Linked DNA regions of Zea mays: all the other regions are linked to region 3. A link is a contact called in public Hi-C data. All regions are on one chromosome and are shown on one strand. The core of a region is the stretch at or near the end of the contact, and the rest is flanking DNA. Distances in the headings are between cores, read along the strand shown. Region 1 holds the start of LOC100277867. Region 2 holds the start of LOC100285033 (zinc finger, C3HC4 type family protein). Region 3 holds the start of LOC103642034 (xyloglucan endotransglucosylase/hydrolase protein 24). Region 4 holds the start of LOC100281870 (60S ribosomal protein L7-like).

Region 1 (5,215 bases), core at 544-3,043, 140 kb before region 3:
GACGGCGGGGCGCTGTGTTGACGCCTCCAGCTCCGAGGTGAGGATGTCGAACATCACCTGCACGTCCCTGTATCCACAGGTCTGCACGTCCTCGTGGAGCTTCAGTATGCTGCCGCTGCTGCCTGCAGGGGGGTTCCAGGGATAAGAGGATTTTAAGGATTTTATTGCAGGGGGTTCCAACTTCCAACAGAAAGCTAGCAGCCTGGCATGAAACGGACGGTAAGAGGATCGACAGACACACACCATCTCTTCCGTCCCGCATTCGATACTCTACCGCGACAGCAACTCGTGTGAAACCTTAAGCTTCATCATCCTTATCTTCTAGTACAACCTACAGTCCAATCAAGAGTCCTCCAGAGGGAAGGACTCAACCAAGAACATCTCCTTCCGGAGTACGAGTTCTCACCACCAGACCAGCAACCGTCCATGGACACGAGACATGGACTTTATTCCGTTTCGATCAGCATCCGGCATGTCAAATCCTGACCGGCCGGGAACGAGCACCACACACACACTTGCCCCGCACCGAGGACAATCCATCCAACGGACGGCCACCCAGGGGCAGAAAGCGAAGCGGCTACGAGTACTTTAGAAGAAGACAAGATTTATACCGCCACCCAGGTGCAGAAAGCAAAGCTCAGCGGCCACCCTTGCTACGTCATGTAAGTATACTAGTAACTAAAATCTTGCTAGCTACGAGTACTTTAGAAGAAGACAAGATTCTCAGATCAGTCTGCAGCTGCTCGTCCTCTGCTCCGCCGCAACTGCAAAGTGCAACAAGCCCAGGTTCACACCGCAACGGGAGGTGGCTGAATTTTATATTGAAGGGACAGAAGCCCAGGTTCCCTACGGTTGTATGGCTGTCGTTGTCCCCGATCGACTGAGACATGAGATCTGCGCGTGCCGCTGGCGCTGGCGCTCATCAGCTGCAGATCTGGGAGAGCCGCTGGCCAGACGATCGGGGATAGGAGTGAGAGTGTGGGGGGTCATCTCATCTGCATTGGTCAGTTTTCTGTCTGGCAGAGCCGCAGAAGAAGATACTCCGCGTCCGCGGTTGGCGAGCGCCATCTGCCTCGTGAGCACTTGGTTTGGTGGGTGCATGTGCATCGTGTACCAGGTTGACTTCCTCTGACAGCATTAAAAGTTTGGTGAGCTAGCGTAGCCCCTCCGCAGATTGGAATGAAAATCGGCGAGGAGTCAACGCATGCTACTTCCTAGTATTACCTTGTTGCAGTTGCAGGATCTATTGTTCAGCCAAAGTGGCTCATGTATCATCATCATCATTATATCTAGGTATGATCAAGAAGCTAGTAGTACTGAAGCAGCCAGCTATATATGTATGTCAACGATCTGTTTGGAAAACACGAGACCGAACGAGCAGGGTACTGAGGGCGTTCGAGGGATGGGGCGGCATATACAGTGCCGCGTGCATACCTGCGTTGCGCGCGCGGACGCGGGTGGAGACGGCGGCCCACGCGCGGCGCGCCGGGGACACCACCTTCTTCCGCCACCACGCCATGACAGCGCGCACGGGCGCCGGGATCCTCGCGGCGGCCAGCCTAGCTCGACGCCCGCCGACGTGCCGCCCTCTGCCCCTGATCTGATGAAGTGATTGATGATCGAGCGCGCTCTCCTCTCCGGTGACCAGGTCAGGTCAGGTGTGGCTGCTGCCTGCTGCTGTTTGTGGAGACAGCGCGCGCGCGCGCAGAGGCAGGGCTGCGTGCGTTGGTTCGTTATTGGCCTGGCCGCGACGGCTGCTGCCTGCTGCTGCTGCTGCTGCTCAGAATTTCCTGCGTTCCGGATGGGCGTGCGTGCTCTGGTTTTTATCCCGTGGCTTTGCGAGGTTGGCAGGCCAGGCAGGCAGGCAGGCGCAGGCTGCTCAGCGGCGCGTGCGTCGGTGCCTCGTGGCGGCACACGCCAGTCGAACTCGAACACTTGTGGGCTATAGGCGCGCACGCGTACGTGCGAATGCGGAATGCCTCTGGTCTCGGCTCGGACACGGGATTTGACAGTTGACACACACGAGGTCTGGTCTGGAACTGGAAGGAAGGACACGGGATTTGTTCCTTCGGCCGCGCGCTGCTGTCACGGTCCACTCTCGTTCATTCAGTCAGCCAGTCAGGGTTCGGTACCCTGCTAAAGTTTGACACGGGGGGCTGTTTCCACAGGGGCATCATCATCTCACCGTCAAATTCTGACTATCTACAGACCCTATCTAGGCCACGAGATTGCGTAGTCGTTGCATGGACATGGACTGAACTTGTTGCAGCGGCATTGGCATGGTTTAGGCCCTCCTTTGGTGCAGATTTACCAGCTTTGGGCCAAAAGATGAAACGCTATACTAGTAGTATCCTATATATCTATTCACAGTTCCACACTGCATGCGAAGGTCATTACGACGGATACGCAATAAACAAGGGACTGGTCGGTGGCGATGGACAAGTGAAAGCGACATGAAAACGCAGACGGATTGTGCATGTCGTTGACGGGTGGCTGCTGGATGGACGGCTATTCTATTATACCATGTTATACCATGTGTTGAGGCCTTCGTCCTCCGAAAGTTCTCAAAAACATAATTTAACAATGTCTTCTAAGTATGGTTTATGGACAGATATCTTCGGATTTATTATAAAAGCATACACGATGAGGAGCTTGATCGTGACGAAGGTTGTCGTCGCTCCGAAGTTGTGCGAAAGGGAGCTTCGGCAAAATCGCAGAAAAGGGGACCGACTTAAAAGGGAAAAGACTGTTCAGTCCTCATATATTTTTTATAAGCCAATAGTAAATATAAAGGACATAATTGTAATTTCTCAAAGGCTGTGTCCTATGCCTATAAATAGATGAACAGTACCCCCGTACTGTTCACGTGGACTGATACTCATTTTTACGTCACGCTTGTACTTTCACTTTCTGTCAAGTCGAAGGTACAAATGTAATTCAATATTGTCATCATTTATTTATGATTATATAATAAGAAATGTATATGATGATGTTATACGTTTATCCCTTATGTTTTACATGTCTCATTCGCTCTTGATATATATATATATATATATATATATATATATGTTGAAATGATGGAGGTATGTCTTTCATGATCTTCGTTCGAAGATCATTATGTCCTTAAGGAAATAATATTTCGAAGGACGAAGAACATTAACAAGTAACCTGCTTTTTGTGTTGCCTTGTTCTCAATTTATAGCATTTAAGAGCAAGTCTCCAACATTGGCGCCCACCTCCGATGAACCCTTTTCGACCACCTTCGGCAAGCACTGACCTTCGTCATGCCGCCGAAGAAAGCTTCAGCGCCAGGGACTACCGCACTACAGCCACTGGACCCAAATCAGGAGACCCTTTCTCTTCGAGAGGCTCGAAGCTAGAAGAGGAAGGCCACTAGCCTAACACTCTAGGAGGAGGAGTTGGACCAAGAAATCAGAAACATGGAGATAATCCATCAACAAGTACAAAGGAAGAAGGAGAAGATGGCCCGACTGACTGATCTTCAGAGGCAGATTGACGAAGCCACTGAAGAAGTACGCCATCTTGCTCAAGACGAGCAAGATCAAAGGCCTCAACACAGGGAGCTTCATCAAGAAGGCCTATTCAATGAGGATGGATGGTATGATGATTTTAATCATGATACCTTTACCTTTGATTACGCTTCTCCCTTGGCAGCAGAACTGCAGGCTATCCCATGGCCCCCATCATACAAACCACCTCAACTCCCTATGTATGATGGACATTCGGATCCGAAGCAGTTTTTGATGAGTTATGAGGCAACCATATCTTCATATGGAGGCAATACAGCTGTCATGGTAAAATCCTTCGTGTAAGGCCTAAAATTAGTAGAAAAAAATTATATATCATAAATAATAAAATAAAGAAATAAGAATATCTAGGATAGTATTTCTAGAATTTCCAAAAACCCTTGAGAATTTATTAAGATCCTTCCCATTTATAATCAATTAATGATATTAAGTTAAGCAATCATCAAACAAAAATGAAGAAAATGCATCCCTTGCTTATCACTTTGGCTAAGTCATTTCATTGAAGACATAATTTGGATTTGACCTTAGAATTTTAAATGAAAACGTAAAATAGAAATTGAGAAAAGGAATTTTAATGAAGTCATTTGTTTCTCCCATGAATAAATAATAAGGAAAAGAATCAATAATAATAATAATATTGTAAACAGTAAAGTTTATATTAGTACTAATTTTGGCACTTAGAAAGTTGAAGTTTAAATTTGAATAAATTTGAATTTGGAATAGAGATTTGAAAATTTAAAAGAAATTGAAAATAGAAAAGAAAAAAAGAAACAAACCTGTGTGGGCCAAATCCCCACGCCCTCGGCCCACTTCACCTCCGTGCAGTCACCGCGCTGACAGGCGGGCCGAGCTCGCCAGCGTCTCAGCTCAATCCGCGCGCGGCTGGGAAAACGCCACTGGGCTATGGGGCCCACTTCTCAGCCCTTATGCGCACGCCAGACTCACCTAAGCCCTCTGCCGGTGGGCCACCCCAGAGACGCTTCTTCCCCAACTGAACACGCAGATTCCTGGCTCAGACTCCGTGCGCCGCATCGCGACGCTCGGCCATGGCGCCCTGGTGGCCGCGATGTGCCCCTGATCCACCGCCACCCAACTGAAATCCTCACCAGTCGTCAGGAAACTCGGACTCCCCTGTGATGTGGGTCCCACACGACGGCTGTCCCTGCAAACTCGGCGTTATCAAAACAGAAACCACGCCGAACTCAGCATGGAGATTTCAACTACCTCCCCCGTTTTTCCTGCTCGGCATCCAGGGCCCAGCTCATCGCCTTGGGGCTATTTAAAGTCGGCGCATCCTCCATCCGTGTATGCCCTGGGACCTCATCGTTGAAACCACCATCGGCGTGTGTTGAAGAACCGAGAAAGGGAAAGAGGGTTGTGAGTGCCGCCGCCACGAATCTACGCGTTTGGGACCGCTTGGGACACAAGGATTGGCCTGGGGCCTTCATGGGCGGTCCAGGGAGGTGGTCTTCGTCACGGCGGGGATGATCGTCGACCGATGAACCCGAAATTGCTCACTGGAATCCTTCGGGCCCGTGGAGCCGCTCGTCGTCGTGGGCAGTGCCCTCTGCGCTACCAACCCTGGTAAGATTCATACCAACATACCCGCTAGGATCCAAGCGTTGGTTAGCACCTGTCGTTCAAAAGTTCTAAGCACTGTTGCGTGG
Region 2 (5,135 bases), core at 1,422-3,921, 190 kb before region 3:
AGAAACTGCTTACTGACTGAAGACAAGACAGAGAATAGGATGAAGCGAGAAGGAAATGGGAAAATGGCGTCCGTCAGACATACTTCGTAGGACATGCCGTCGATATCCATCCTCATTCCTCTGTGCCGATCGCTGAATATTAAATAGTTCTGGAGCTGCAGTGCACAATGTAATCATACGATTTGCATTCTCTTCATAGCTCTGCTGGACTTAGCACGACTATTGTGCAGTGACAGAAATAGAATGTCTTACCTCTTCAATTCCACCCGTATCAAAGCGCAAGTACCCATTTGAATCCTCCACGCTGTCGTCCAGGGACGAAAGCCCTTCCTGAAGCCCGCTTCTGTATCTCGCCATGAACCCAGAAAGAAACCCTTCAGAAGGCACATGGTTTCTTGCTACCTGCTGCTCAACTAGCAGCAAGCCTGCGTCACCCCTCTGTGAACTCCTCCTAGCACCCCCAGCACCATTTCTGTGCACACTGTCAGCTCCTGCATTTGCACCTTCATCAGCTCTTCTTACCCTCGAAGCTGCCCGGTGCGACGGCCTTGAGAGCGAGACTGATCGACTGTTGCTCGGGGAACTAGCAGTGAATCCACTCGGTGACTGTGGGCTGTTCTCCCTGTTCAATGACCGTTTCCTTGATGTGTTGACCCTCTCCTTGAGCCGAGCCAGTAGATCACGCCCGGGACCGGGAGTGTCTCTTGACCTGTTGCCGGTTTCGCTACAAGAGCCTCCTGCATCCTTGCTGATGCTGCCTGGAGCACTGGTTCCATGTGGTGGCATTCTGTCGGGATTCCTACAAATCTTTGGTCTCCGTGGGGTAGCCGGTGTTGATTCATTGGCCACCGCTGCCCTGTGCACCTCCTTGCCTTTGGCTTTGCCAACAGAATGATGACCACTGCAGCCATGGCGCGAGCAGCAGTTCTTGGCCCTGGGGCGCGAACCGTCCTCTCTGAAGAGAAGAATTGATCCTCCCTTGGTTAATAGCAGGCCGCCGACTGTTCGTCTTCCCATGTGCTCCTCCATGTCAGATAACTGCCTGGAGTTAGAAGTGGTAGGAACAAGTCAGACATTTCCCGAGCACGACCATTACCGATTCAGGTCCTACCATGCCTGATATCAGTATTTAATTAATACCCAATGTAAACAACTGAAATACCGTTTAGCCTTCAAACTATAATCTGTATGATTAAAATGGGCTCAGCAGACCCAAAGAAGTGAAGAACATGATCTTTATCATTAATTTTACTGGCATGTTTGGATCCTGGGAATTGAATTTCATTTAATAATCATACTTTACGCACAGACCAATTAAGTTATAGAAGCACATCATGGCAGTCCTATAGACTTATATCTAAACATTGGAAATTTAAGAAATGACAAATTCTAAGTCAAACGGTCTAATCTATTAGGTAGATTCTAATTCTTCAAAGTAAACCAAATTAGTCAGGTGATCCGTTTACCTATTATAATCAGTCTAGATATATATGTGCCTGCTCATAGCACAACCAAAGCGCCCAAACGAATTTGCTGTACTAGCAACCTTTTCCCCTTCCTGTCTGAAATTATTCCTATCCTGAAAGGTCAATTTGGTCAAGCCTGCATACCACGACACAACACAACACAATAATGTACCAAAACCGAAAGGTGTACTGATTTTGCTTTACGGGAATTTTAGAGACTATTAATTTGTCGTTTGATTTTTTTTTTGACATCAACTTTGACCGGTTTGTCTTTTTCGGAATATTTGTGAAAATATAGAAAAATCCAATTCATAGTTAAAGTAAGCTATATGATAAACTAAATCAAAATGAAAATAAATGATAATGATGAGTTTTTTTTTTTAATAAGCCGAGCCAGTCAAAATTTAATAAAAAAAAGTTAAAACGACATTCACAGAGGGAGTAGGAGGCACCCGACGGTTGACACATACGGATTCCATGGGATCGTAACTGTCTTATCGCATAAGAAAAATATTATCTTTGTCTTGTAAGTGAGAAAAAAAAAGCATGAGAAAGAAAGTTGCTGGTTTCAGACAGTCGAAGCAACCGAAACATGCAGCAGAAAACGATTCCGTCTTTCAGAGGATAGACTTTGACCTGTATCCGGGGAAGAAAACAGAGCAAGTTTTTCGTTCTTTCTTTTGCGATAAGAAAAAAAAAGCAGAGGAAGTTTGATATAGTAAATGAAAGGGAATTGGATTGCAGAGACAAAAGAAAAAAAAACCAGAACTTTCGTGGACCATCAAATCTTCAAAGACCCAATAAAACCTATCGCGCGATCGATCACGATGGTAACAGGTATGTATTCCCAAACTTGCAGCGCCTACAGCTCGCACAGGCAGTCGCTACGGAAGAAGTGAACGAGAAAGGCGCGAAAGAACCACCCTGAATTTCAAAGGTGAACTGCAAACTCGTAGGCCAGTTTCATACTGTGGCACGAGCAACCAAAGAACACCAAACCAGACCCGAAAAGGTTGTAAAAGAAACGACGGGTAGCATGACAAGAACATAAATAACACGAGGAAGAAGAAGGAGAAAGAGCGGCCATGACCGACCTTCCTTTCCAAGCCTTTCCTTCAAACCGGGCGATTCTCCTCCACTGGAACCGGGCCGGACAGCGACCGGATCGACCCGGAGAATCGAGGGGAGGAATTGGGAGGGAGCGATAAGAGGAGATCACGAGTGGTGGGAGTTGTTATATACGCATGGCCAAGAAGAAGCAAGCCACAGAGGGAGGGGGTTGCGGAGGCGACAGGCGACGGAGACGAAGCCGGCGTGGCGGGCAGGAAGGGACGGCGGCGGGCCCGCGGGGGCAGGTCGTGTGGGAGCCGTCGGATCGGATTGGGCGGCTGGGCGCGCGCAGAATCCGACGGCTCGAGGGGGAGATGGCCCGGCACGGGACCCGCTCAAACGAAGGCCCAGGACCGCCCCCACCACCGAATTTCCTGCCCGATAATGTGCCGGCAGTAGTCGAGTGAGTGGACCCATGGAGAGGCTGACACTGACAAGCGGCCATCCTGTTGCCTGCGCATTTTTTGAGAGTTTTTTTTTGTCTGCTTTTCGTGAAGCAGTGTTAGTGTTTTCTGGTCCTTTTTCGCAAAAATAAATGGTGTTTTTTTTCATCATCTAGGCTATGTTTGATCAACTATTGAGCATAATCAACTATTTAGTTAGTTGTCCCGTACATTGCTAGTTTTCTATATGTCGGCGTTTCGAGACCGGGGGTCCCTAAGCCGACGAGTGAGTGTGCCGCGTGCCCCAGCCCAGATGGGTCGAGCGCGTGGGCGAGCGCGAAGGGGGGAAAGCGAGGTGGCCGGAGACGGGCGTGAGAGAGGTGGAAATCCCGCGGCCTTCGTGTTCGTCCCGCGCCCAGGTCGGGTGCGCTTGCAGTAGGAGGTTACAAGCGTCCACGCGGGTGAGTGAAGCGAGCGGCCCCAAGAGAGCGCCTGCCCCGTCCTCGCCCCCGCGCGGCCAACCTTCTCTAAGAAGGCCCTGGTCCTTCCTTTTATAGGCGTAAGGAGAGGATCCAGGTGTACAATGGGGGTGTAGCAGAGTGCTACGTGTCTAGCGGGGGGAGAGCTAGCGCCCTAAGTACATGCCAATGTGGCAGCCGGAGAGATCTTGGCACCCTGCTGGTGTGATGTCGTGGCTGTCGGAGGAGCAACGGAGCCTGGCGGAGGGACAGCTGTCGGAGCGGTTGAGTCCTTGCTGACGTCCCAATGCTTCCGTAAGGGAGCTGAGAGCCGCCGTCGTCACAGGGCTAGCGGGGCGCCATCATTGCCTATCTGGCGGAGCTAGCCAGATGGGACACCGGTCTTGTTCTCTGCGGCCCGAGTCGGCTCGGGGTAGGGTGATGATGACGCTTCCTGTTGACGTGGCGGGCCTGTGCCCTAGGTCGGGCGACGTGGAGGCTCCTCTGAAGCCGAGGTCGAGTCTGTCTTCCATGGCCGAGGCCGAGCCCGAGCCCCTGGGTCGGGCGAGGCGGAGGTTGTTCGGCAGAGGCTAGGGCGGAGTCCGAGCCCTGGGGTCGGGCGAAGCGGAGTTCGTCGTCTTCTGGGGCTGAGCCCGAGTCCGAGCCCTAGGTCGGGCGGAGCGGAGTTCGCCGTCTTCCGGGGCCTAGCCCGAGTCCAAGCCCTAGGTCGGGCGGAGCGGAGTTCGCCGTCTTCCGGGGCTTAGCCCGAGTCCGAGCCCTGGGTCGGGCGGAGCGGAGTTCGCCGTCTTCCGGGGCTTAGCCCGAGTCCGAGCCCTGGGTCGGGCGGAGCGGAGTTCGCCGTCTTCCGGGGCTTAGCCCGAGTCCGAGCCCTGGGTCGGGCGGAGCGGAGTTCGCCATCTTCCAGGGCTTAGCCCGAGTCCGAGCCCTGGGTCGGGCGGAGCGGAGTTCGCCGTCTTCCGGGGCTTAGCCCGAGTCCGAGCCCTGGGTCGGGCGGAGCGGAGTTTCCTATGGCGCCTTTGGCAGGGCCTGACTGCCTGTCAGTCTCACTCTGTCAAGTGGCACTGCAGTCGGAGTGGCGCAGGCGGCGCTGTCCTTCTGTCAGACCGGTCAGTGGAGCGGCGAAGTGACGGCGGTCACTTCAGCTCTGTCGGGGGGCGCGCGTCAGGATAAAGGTGTCAGGCCACCTTTGCGTTAAATGCTCCTGCGACTCGGTCGGTCGGTGCGGCGATTTAGTCAGGGTTGCTTCTTAGCGAAGGCAAGGCCTCGGGCGAGCCGGAGATGTGTCCGCCGTTAAAGGGGGGCCTCGGGCGAGACGGAAATCCCTCGGGGTCGGCTGCCCTTGCCTGTCACACCCGGTTTTAGAAGGCAAACCGAATGCGAACCATGTACGTGCCAGGATCAGTTATTCACGTACACAGCAGTTACATAACATGGACATCATCACACAGTGCTCAAAATAGTATTAATAAGGGAAATAGTCGATTACATTATACGTCTGAGACGTCCATATAGTTCTTACAATAAATCAAAGTGCGGAAAAGAAACGTAGATAACCGCGGCCTTCACAGGCAGCCGACTGGGGGTTGCCGCTAACCCACACCTAGAACTCGTCGTAATCTTGGAACTCCTGGAAGTCTCCTTCCACAGCTTCATCTTCGCCTGAGCAGTGGTTGCAATGCTGACAACCTGGGGATGGG
Region 3 (4,821 bases), core at 1,396-3,895:
GTTTGATGCCCTAGAGCGCAAGGGGCTTTAGGGACTTACATTGTTAGGTGCCTTGGGGCTTAAGGGTCCCGTGCCTCAAGGTGTGAGAGCATTGGGGGTTACACCATCGAGTGCTCTATGGCATGAGGGCCCTCGAGGCTTATATCATTGGGTGCTCGGACACAAGGAGTCATAGAGGCTTGTACCATGAGGAGCCTAAGGCATGGAGGGCCCTAGGCTCTTTTGTTTGCATGCCACATGATGTGGTCGTGTGGATTTAGTTTAGATTATACCCCTAAATAAACTAATGAAGAATTGAGGCCCTTCCTTGTCAGGGTCAAAGGATATCTCTAGGCCACAAGGCATCTAGAGTAGTATCCCCACCATGGTGGGCTCTAAAATCAGTCTCCTCGGTAGCCATGGGTATGATCTTTCCTGAGCGCTAATAGTGGCTTCTAGACCTGCTTGTGATATTTCCTAAGCACTAACAGTCTCCTAGGTCCACCACTGGAATGGCCCGCCTGTGATCTTTCCCGGGCGACAGCGACGTGACGGCTTCTGATTGGTCCACGTGTGTTAGGCATTGCAACAGGCACACATTGCAACTAACCGTTTGATGTTTAAACAATTCGGAAAAAAAATAGTCACAAATTTCATGTACTTTTCTTTTAATTATTATGAACTTTGTATTTTTTTAATTCAATAAAAAATGTTGTGCGGATTCTAAACGTTGAAATAAATATGTGTGAATTACTTAATTCTAAAATAGAAAAACTGATATGGCTATAGGCTGAGGATATGCACCGGAGCGGCATGGACGAGAGTGGAATCGAGATCTAACGTGGCATGGAGAGGCAAGAGGGAGATGTACTTTGGTGTACTTCCCTTGAATCTCTTGAGGCGTTGTTTAAATGTGTATTAAAAACTATAAATCTGAAAAAGTCAAAACGTGTTGTATTTTGATTCGTAGGTAGTACATATATTATAAGAGACGGGAGAGGTTTGTAGACTTGTAGTACGAACTGTATACACGCAAAGCTACTACACCACCTAGGATCAAGTAACGAGCTCTGGTTTCCCGAGGAAAGCAAGGGACGTGCTGCTGCTCCAGTGGCCAACTTACTGAAACCGAGCTTGCGTATAAGCATAATCGATTGCTTTCAACGATTCTCTTGCAACCAACCAAATGAATCATCTCCTACTACAATGTTATTTCACACCAAAGAATCGATTAGTATAAACAATGAATGTGGGACTACACATAATCTATGCGTGTATATATAGCCCTGTCGTATAGTGTGCTCTGATCGTCGACATCGCAATCAAAGTGCATCGTGGTGTTAGCCCATCTCTACGCTGCCTACACGGCTACGGCATGGAGCACTCGGGAGGGACGCCCAGCGGGAAGCGCTTGGCGTCGGCGCAGTAGTCGTACACCATGTAGTTGTCTCGCGCCCACTTCATCGCCTGCTGCGCCGCCGCGTCCATCTGCAGCCCGTACCCACCGCCGGCCGCCGCCGTGAAGTTGCGGTACTGCGCCACGAAGGGGGCCTGCGACCAGTCCGTCTTGACGCGGCCGCCCTGCGTGGCCCAGTCCTCGGCGTTCCACAGCGAGCCGTACAGGCGCATCCCCTGCGACGACGGGTACGGCACGCCCCAGTCCGCGTGGTTCTTGAACTCCCGGACCGGCGTCCCGTCCACCAGCACGCTGCGTGCATATGTCATCAGCACGCCACGTTGTTAGATCGGCGTCGGCCGTCGGCGATGGATGGTACGGTGCATATATGGCGTCTGCGAGCGGAGCGCTTACAGGATGTGCTGCTGCGTCCACTCGATGGAGTAGGTGTGGAAGTCGGCGGTGGGGTCGAACCAGAGGTGGAACTGCTGCTCCCGGCTGCCGCTGCCGCCGGCGTACACGTTGGTGTGCAGCGTGTACGGCTGGCCGCTCACGTTGCCCAGGAACTCGAGGTCGACCTCGTCGTGCACATCCCACGGGCCCTCCGAGACGAACTGCATGCACCGTCGATCGTCAGAAAATAAACCCGGCCGTTGTCAGGTCAGGACGTTAGGTGGTGGTGCACTGGTGCTCGTGCTCGCGGATGCGTTGCTGAAACTGGAAGCTAGCTAGCTTACGTAGAAGGTGGTGACCGTGCCGGCGGAGTTGTTGGGGACGAGCTTGATCTGCACGTCGGCGCGCGCGAAGAGGAAGGTGTCCTTGGAGCGGAACCCGGAGCCGGAGGTGTGGTCGAGCGACAGCGTCAGGACCTGGCCGTCGGGCGACACGCTCCCGCGGCCGTCGCCCCACGTCAGCTCCAGGCCGTCGTCGACCCTGGCCGCCGCCGCCGCGCAGGCGGCGTAGAGCCCCAGAAGCAGCGCCAGCAGCACGCGTGCCCTCGAGCTAAAAGCGCTCGACATTGCTTAAGCCTCGCACCGGCCGGCTCAGGCTCTTTTTTTTTTTGAAGAAAAAATATATGTTTCGAAGAGCTGGTGAGTGAGGTGAAGAGAAGGCTAGTAGCAGGCAAGAGATGGATCGAAGATGGTAGTGAGATGGAGGATATGCGTGTCTCGCTCTCGCCACAAGGCTTATATATAGAGTCCGCGGGCAGGTAATAAGGATCGAGGCGCGGACGTAGGACAGGGCAGACCGGCAGAGCAGAGCGCGCACGGCTGGCGATGCGGCGACGACAGCGGGGCTGTGTGCCTGCCAGCCTCTCGTGTTGCTGTGCCGGACTGCCGGTGCGGGTGCGGGCGCCGCTGCGCGCGCGAGACGACCACGGTCCACGGTGGGGTAATACAGATAGCTGACGAGCAGAGCCCCAGACGGGAGACGCAGGAAGCAGCAGCAGCAGCACCGGCGGACGCCGCACGCGACTGGCTGGCAGCCAACTGCTGCAATGTGCTCCTAGGACGGGTTTCTGGGGGATTCTTGCCGATCTGCTCATGTGGGCAGGCATCGGTTTTAAACTGACTGACCAATGTCTGTCCGCCACAGCATCATGCATCGAAGCAGAGCAGCACCGGTTCGTAGCAATCATTCCAACCTGAGGAATGATACTCGATACTGCTTGTTATCCGAGCTCTCGTGATATACTTGTTCTTCTCATAATCAATAAGTATCGTAACGATAAATGATATCATGATCCAAAATTTATATAATGAACAACGAGTTCATGATTTGGTATAAAAATTATTAGTAGAGAAAATGAAATACAAATAATAAGTTGTATAATTAAGTGACCTTACACTAAGTTATCCATCCACCACATATATAACGCTAGTAAAAACTATAATAGCAAGCAAGCAACACTCTCACCGACTACTGATACATTCACCAATTGATAAAAATTATGAAGTAAATAAGGAATAACAAGTTTGTTGTTCGTTTATAAAATAAAATGACAATATGCACTAGGTTTGGTCGGGTTTAAAAAACACACGGGTTCACGGGTTTGGGTACTATAGGAACAAACCCGTACCTATAAACCCGCTGGGTATAGATTTATGCCCATTAACAAACCCATGGGTATGAAAATTGACCAAAACTCATACCCTAATGGGATAAAAACCCATCGGGTTTCGGGTACCCATTGCCATCTCTAAAGTCCGTGGGGCATCGGCAGTACAATTGGAGCCGGCGAGCCGCTCGATGCAGGTGCGGCGGTGACCGAGCGAGAAACTCGCGTTGCCAAGCTGCCCAGATGGAGTCTTTCGGCTTTCGACCACTACTACTTCGTACGCTCTGGTCGTGGTCGGCCCACCAACTGCCCCGCACGCTCTGTTTTGGGCTTTTGGCCCCCGTAGGGTCGGCCCGTAGTCCACGCATTGGGATTTTGACCTACCAAAGCTACGAGTGGGTTCTTTTCCTATTTCGTTTTCTCTCTACGAAACAACACTCACCAGTCAAACACCCCTTATCTTACCCACTATTTGTCGGCGCGCGTGGAAGAAGAAGCGAAAATTTGGAAGCAGCAGCACCGGCAATGGGCGGACGCTAAGGCTGGACAAAATACTCATTGACCGTGAGCTCGCTCGATTTGTGATCAGTTCGGTTCGACTCGACTCATTTCAATTTTATCATAAGATGAACTAACATCTCAGCTCGGTTCGTTAACGAGCCAGCTCGTTAGCTCGAATGAGCTAGCATTTATCTGTAAAACAAATCCTATATATATTGGATGAATTAATAAGTGATGAAATATGTTAATTTAGAATTTAAATGATGTGATGTATAAAATTATGAGTATCGTTAGTCTTTTCTAGTGTTAAATTAGTATAAAGTTAAGTAGCAGTTGATTATATTGTTGTGCATATATATATATATATATATATATATATATATATATATATATATATATATATATATATATATATATATATATATATATATATATATATATATATATATATATATATATATATACACACTATTTTTTATTGTGGCTCGCAAGCTAAACGAGCCAGTTCAAGCTCGCAAACAAGCCGAGCTAAGCTGGTTTTCTAGCTCGATTGCTTAACGAGTCGAACCGAGGCACCTTTTTCCTTTAACAAGCCAGCTGAAGCTTCGGTCGAGCCGAGGCTCGATATCCACTTCTAGCTGACCAGATCCATATTACTCTCGCCCCTTGCTGGAACGCGGGCGATGCCGAGTGATACCGAGCAGATGCAGAGCTGCTGGTGGCACATGTGAACACCAGTGGCCAGTGCATGCACGCGGGCCCTGGCTCCGTGATCTAGACTTCTAGAGACAGTCGCCTCCCGAGACGGTAAAAATCCGTGATTGAGCATGCGTCGCGTTGGTGTCTTGAGAAACCGTGTGTGCGGCTGCGGTACGAGGTGGTGTTT
Region 4 (4,978 bases), core at 2,193-4,692, 140 kb after region 3:
ACCTAGTGGCACTTAGATGTTAAATTGTGTAATTAAGTTCCTATCTTAATATTACAATTATCTATTCTAAATCTGACTGTACACTTTATTATGTCTCGATCGGCAAAATAAAACAGCGTAACTTATATATTTGCTTATAACACATTCTTACTCTTTTGTCTTTCCATGTTAAGGATTAAACTATCGTTTCTAACCATCACTGTTGTTGGTAATAATCCACAACTATTATTGTTCATCCTTTATAGCCACCAAGATTATTTTCAAAGTTACTGTTCACTCTTAGGTGTAGACTTAACCTAGTTCATTAAAACGCTGCAGTGAAATTTAGTCGACTAATTATCTCAGTTATCAAAATGATACGTGGAACTTTCACCTCTAATCTATCCATAGTGTTTTTTATAGTAAATCTTAGATTCATATCTACAGTACTTTTTTATAGTAAATCTCAGGTTTATTTTAGATTTATTAGTGAAGCTACTCTATGGTAGATCTGAAAAAAAAAATCTAGATCCCTTTTTTAAACGACAAAGCTTTTAAAAGTAGAAAAATAGCTTAAATTTAGAACCACTTTTAAGTGCTGTCCACTTTTTAAACGACGGGAGTTCCAAATAAGAAGTAGGCCTAACTGCTTTCGAAAGCGGTTGGAACGGAGCTAGGACACCCAAGTCTGAACCCCCACGAGCCGTAGCCGAAGAGCCTTTTCGGTAGGAAAACAGAGGTAAGAAAAGGCGTAGCCAAAACTTACAGACAAAGCATAGCCAAACTAAGCGCACGTTCAAAAGCATTGTAAGTACGTGTATACAACCTACAGAAAAGGCGGGCAAGTGAATTGCATCGTTCGACTTTGAAAAAAAAAAGATCGTGGGATGGTGGTGGGCCGGTTGGAATTTTTCGCACGTAATAAGGCAAGAGCAAGATCAGCATATCGACCGAACGTCCAAAGCGACGATGCGCTGGTAGCAGCACTCTCGAGACGCTTGTAGAATGCAGATCGTTCGTCATCAACTTTTATATATTCCTTCTCCCAGCCGAGAGAAAAAATAATACTACTTGGGGAAGCTTCGATCTTGATGAACCGGACCAATCTCGTGATGACGTGGGTGTGGATTCCGGAGGTTGCTGAACACACGCGTCGCACTTGTCGTCGCGGCCGGGTCGACTAGAGTACACGTGAAACGCTATCCGCTGTGGCTTTCTCACGGAATCGTCGCTGTGGCCGGCCACTGTACTGTACGCTAAAATAAGAATGTCTTGCCCGTAAGCATGGTTTCTCTACTACATGAAGCACGCGTTATTATTAGCGCATTATCGGCTGCTAATAACAGGTCGCGACTCGCGAGTGGTTAGCCAGACACGTTAGTGTATGCGTGATGATCGTATGGAGCTGGCCACGCACGCGGCACGCCGACCGCGCGTCGGATGCACGTGGCAGCAGCGACGTGCGGCCGGCAGTGCCATCTCTGGCATGCAAAGGGTCAAAGATGGTCGTCGTACGTGTGACGTGTCCAGCTTGGTTGGTGACACGGAAGTACACAAAGTACAGGAGCGCATCGACGTTACACTTACACATGCATGATACAAATAATTAAAATGGGCAGAGAGGATCGTCTCTGCTGACAGCGACGAGCTGAGGCGGGGGGAGATGGTCGTCGACGGCTCGACGCGATTAAAATTGGACGGCCTGAAAAGGATGTCTGCAAGGCATTGCTGCTGCTGCTGCTGTAGCGCTGGCGGCAGTCTAGCACTATCGAGTGATCAAACTCCATACCTCAGTCAAAACGTGACAGATCGAAAGACTGCGGGATAAATTATGAGTCTATGACAACAAACACACAATATAAGTTATTCCGGCAGATCGAGAAGTGAACTATGACAACCTTACTAGAGACAATGGTTTTCTAAATCCAAGAAACAACTAAACCTATAAAAATACAGATAATAAATATAGAAAATCGTGAAGACATAGACTATTCACCAAGACTCTATCTTTTATTTTTTTATACTTAATCCCTATAAACCTCTTAAGATAGGCTTCCTTTAACGAGGATGTACATGCCCTAAAACCGTAGTCAGAATACCTGAACCTGACGCTGCTTCCCGGGCCATCTCTTTGACTTTTGCAGGCCAAGTTCATTGACACTTAAAAAATATACTGTTGCTCATCTTAACTGTGAAGAAGGTTTTTTCTAACCTATGTAATTAGTACTACACTAAAAGTAATAAACAGTTGTACAACTAAACTTCTCGTCTAATCGTCGTACGATCATATTATCAAAGGTTATAAAATTTATAATAAGTTTATTATTTGTCTGTCAATATATCAAAATTTAATTCTAAACCATTTAAAATTAAAAGATGAAAAAATGAAAATATTCGTGATTTTTTCTCCTTTTTATATGTCTTGTTATAGTGTAAATTAGAAATTGTAATTTGATATATTCATAGAATAAATAATAAAGTATATATAATAATAATAATAATAATTTCCGATAGTTTGATTATATGATGATCACATAGAAAATTTAATTGTCAAATACTTTTTTCACCACTAAAAAATAAATTAGCCATGAAAAAACCACGCTATCTAGTTTTTATAATACCTTTTGTGACTTTTTATTAAGGTTCTGAACAGTTTATTAGAATATCTATTAGAATGCGTGTGTATGCTATATTCGCACTTCATATTCAGCAGATGTTTGCATAGCTGGTTTTCTTTGCACCCCTAAAATAGCAGGTGTTACCAATGAAAAATATTATCTCTGTATCCTTGTGTAAATAGAATTACGGATGGAATGAACTTTCAGCCAGAAACAATACAATATTTTCGAATAAGGCCTAGACCAACTTCAATAAAACGTATAAATGTTTTGTATTATAGATAATACTGTTTATAAAATGAAGTTTGAATTATGGATTATTATAGATGATATTGTTTATAAGATGAAGTTTGAAATAGGGATTAAGATAGATAGTGAGATAGGTAGTCAGGAGATAGTGTAAGAGTTATATGCATTTCTTTCGATTAAATGGAAAATGATCCTTCGTGGACCTTATTTTAGAGCGACGCAACCATGCTCCATGGGCATTCAGGCTCAGCATAGCCCAAGTTTTCCGGAGAGAATGCTCAGAATTCAGAAATAGAATGGCCACGACAGTTGTTGTTGTAACTTGTAAGTCCGCACGGCGTCCACACCCCACGGTGCATGCACGTCCAGGTCCAAGCAGAGCGTTGTTTTCCGGTCCGCTCCGGCACTACTCGTGTAATCGTGTTAAACGATCCGAACTTACGAAGCGCTGGACCCAACAATCTCACGGCCCACGATAGCCTCCACTCAAGCTCACCTGTTTCCACCAGCCCACCAACACACGCCACGCCGTGGGCCCAAACAATCCCCATCCGTCGGATCACCTCCACAAACCCTAGCCACCGAACCCCTCCTACATAAACCGCTCTTCCCATTTCCCTCGCCCTGCGCCGCCTGCGTCCACCTCCGCTCGCCGCTCTCCCCGCGTATCCCTCTCATACGCAGCTCGCCCAGGTAAGGTAAGCCAGCGCGCCGCACGCCATTGCCGCCCTCGTTGTTTACTTCGCGTTTGGATCTGTGGCTGAGGAGCTGCGCGTTGGTTGGCCTGTGGCCATGCAGATGTCGTCCGTGGCGTCGAAGGTGGCGGTGCCGGAGTCTGTGCTCCGCAAGCGGAAGCGCGAGGAACAGTGGGCCACCGAGAAGAAGGAGAAGGCCCTAGTCGAGAAGAAGAAGTCCATCGAGAGCCGCAAGCTCATCTTCACCCGCGCAAAGCAGTACGCCGAGGAATACGATGCCCAGGTCAGATCGCCGCTCCTAACCTGCCTGTAGACTATTCGTGCGGGGTGGTTGGTAGGGCTTATGTGCGGCATGCCGTTTTCATCCTCATGGCCTGTGGAATCTGTGTTTGATTGGGTTGGGCCGTGGCCTTACGCTGATACGGAGCGAGTTATGCGAATGCTACTACGTAACATGATCGGTTGCTGTCAATGGTTGTAGTAGTAAGAAATGTGTTGGCCAAAGTAGCAGCAGTAGGACCGGTTAGCTGCTCTGCTTAGTGTACAACAAACTGTTATATTGCTTAGTGCATTTGGAACGCATGTGGTTAATGCTTTTGTTGCAAGATGTCCGAGCACAATCATTTTAGAATCTATTCGTTGGACAAGTACGATCGTCCCAACTGTAAGCAATCTAGAATATTTTTGGTCATTATAGTTGCCTATGATGTTATTATCAGTAGACCATCTAGCATTTAGGGTCGTTGGCATTCTTCATATGCCTGATGAAAGAGAACCCGGATGTGTTATCTGTGTGCTTATGGGGATGCTTGGAGCAGGAGAAGGAACTGGTGCAGCTTAAGCGTGAGGCCCGTTTGAAGGGTGGTTTCTATGTCAGTCCTGAAGCAAAGCTGCTCTTTGTGGTCCGCATCCGGGGGTGAGTCTCAGGTTCATATGCCAGTATTTTACAGAGGATGAATTTGTATGCTTATGCTGTTTTCCATTTCTGTTGAAACTACAGTATTAACGCCATGCACCCTAAGACCAGGAAGATCTTGCAGCTTCTGCGATTGAGGCAGGTGTGTTCACTGATGTCTGTTTTTACAATTGCATTGCTGCTATTATAATTTTGTCTGATTGTTTGTAAAACTGAACATTTGTTTATTTTAGATCTTCAATGGTGTGTTCCTCAAAGTCAACAAGGCGACTATTAACATGCTACGCAGGGTTGAGCCATATGTTGCATATGGGTAAGTTTTCTAGCTGATTTAATTCTTCCGTTGCCGCTTATTTTGATATATCCTCCATTGAAAATACAGAGTTGAAAGCAGATCATACTGTTGCACTTGTTGCTTGAGTGAATTTTTACAATAGAATAGTGTGTTAAAATACTAAATGTGGACTTAGATTGCAATCTTAATCAAGGCTGTGAGTTTCTATGTTCAGTACTTCAGTTCT

What was found. Hi-C and Micro-C count contacts between places; a contact is called where the count stands out from the background.
Region 1: a contact with region 3 is called in a Hi-C map of tassel, with 10 times the contacts expected there. The contact joins the promoter of LOC100277867 here to the promoter of LOC103642034 in region 3. A contact is called at or near these places in 4 of 25 Hi-C or Micro-C datasets (ear, leaf and tassel).
Region 2: a Hi-C map of ear shows a contact between it and region 3, with 3 times the contacts expected there. The contact joins the promoter of LOC100285033 here to the promoter of LOC103642034 in region 3. A contact is called at or near these places in 4 of 25 Hi-C or Micro-C datasets (bundle sheath, ear, endosperm and 1 more).
Region 4: a contact with region 3 is called in a Hi-C map of bundle sheath, with 3 times the contacts expected there. The contact joins the promoter of LOC100281870 here to the promoter of LOC103642034 in region 3. A contact is called at or near these places in 2 of 25 Hi-C or Micro-C datasets (bundle sheath and leaf).

Annotation. Positions count from the first base shown.
Region 1 is chr10:143,309,336-143,314,550 of Zm-B73-REFERENCE-NAM-5.0, forward strand. It overlaps LOC100277867, which reads right to left and starts at 1,794. Exons shown (of 2, transcript NM_001151323.2): 1 at 1,435-1,794; 2 at 1-122. The coding sequence starts at 1,519.
Region 2 is chr10:143,262,276-143,267,410 of Zm-B73-REFERENCE-NAM-5.0, forward strand. LOC100285033 (zinc finger, C3HC4 type family protein) reads right to left here and starts at 2,672. Exons shown (of 6, transcript NM_001157928.1): 1 at 2,561-2,672; 2 at 1,467-1,579; 3 at 253-1,042; 4 at 84-155. The coding sequence starts at 1,029.
Region 3 is chr10:143,448,847-143,453,667 of Zm-B73-REFERENCE-NAM-5.0, forward strand. It overlaps LOC103642034 (xyloglucan endotransglucosylase/hydrolase protein 24), which reads right to left and starts at 2,646. Exons shown (of 3, transcript XM_008665343.4): 1 at 2,113-2,646; 2 at 1,790-1,989; 3 at 1,121-1,687. The coding sequence starts at 2,394. The coding sequence ends at 1,348.
Region 4 is chr10:143,586,785-143,591,762 of Zm-B73-REFERENCE-NAM-5.0, forward strand. It overlaps LOC100281870 (60S ribosomal protein L7-like), which reads left to right and starts at 3,443. Exons shown (of 7, transcript NM_001374448.1): 1 at 3,443-3,544; 2 at 3,645-3,824; 3 at 4,360-4,457; 4 at 4,542-4,599; 5 at 4,691-4,770. The coding sequence starts at 3,645.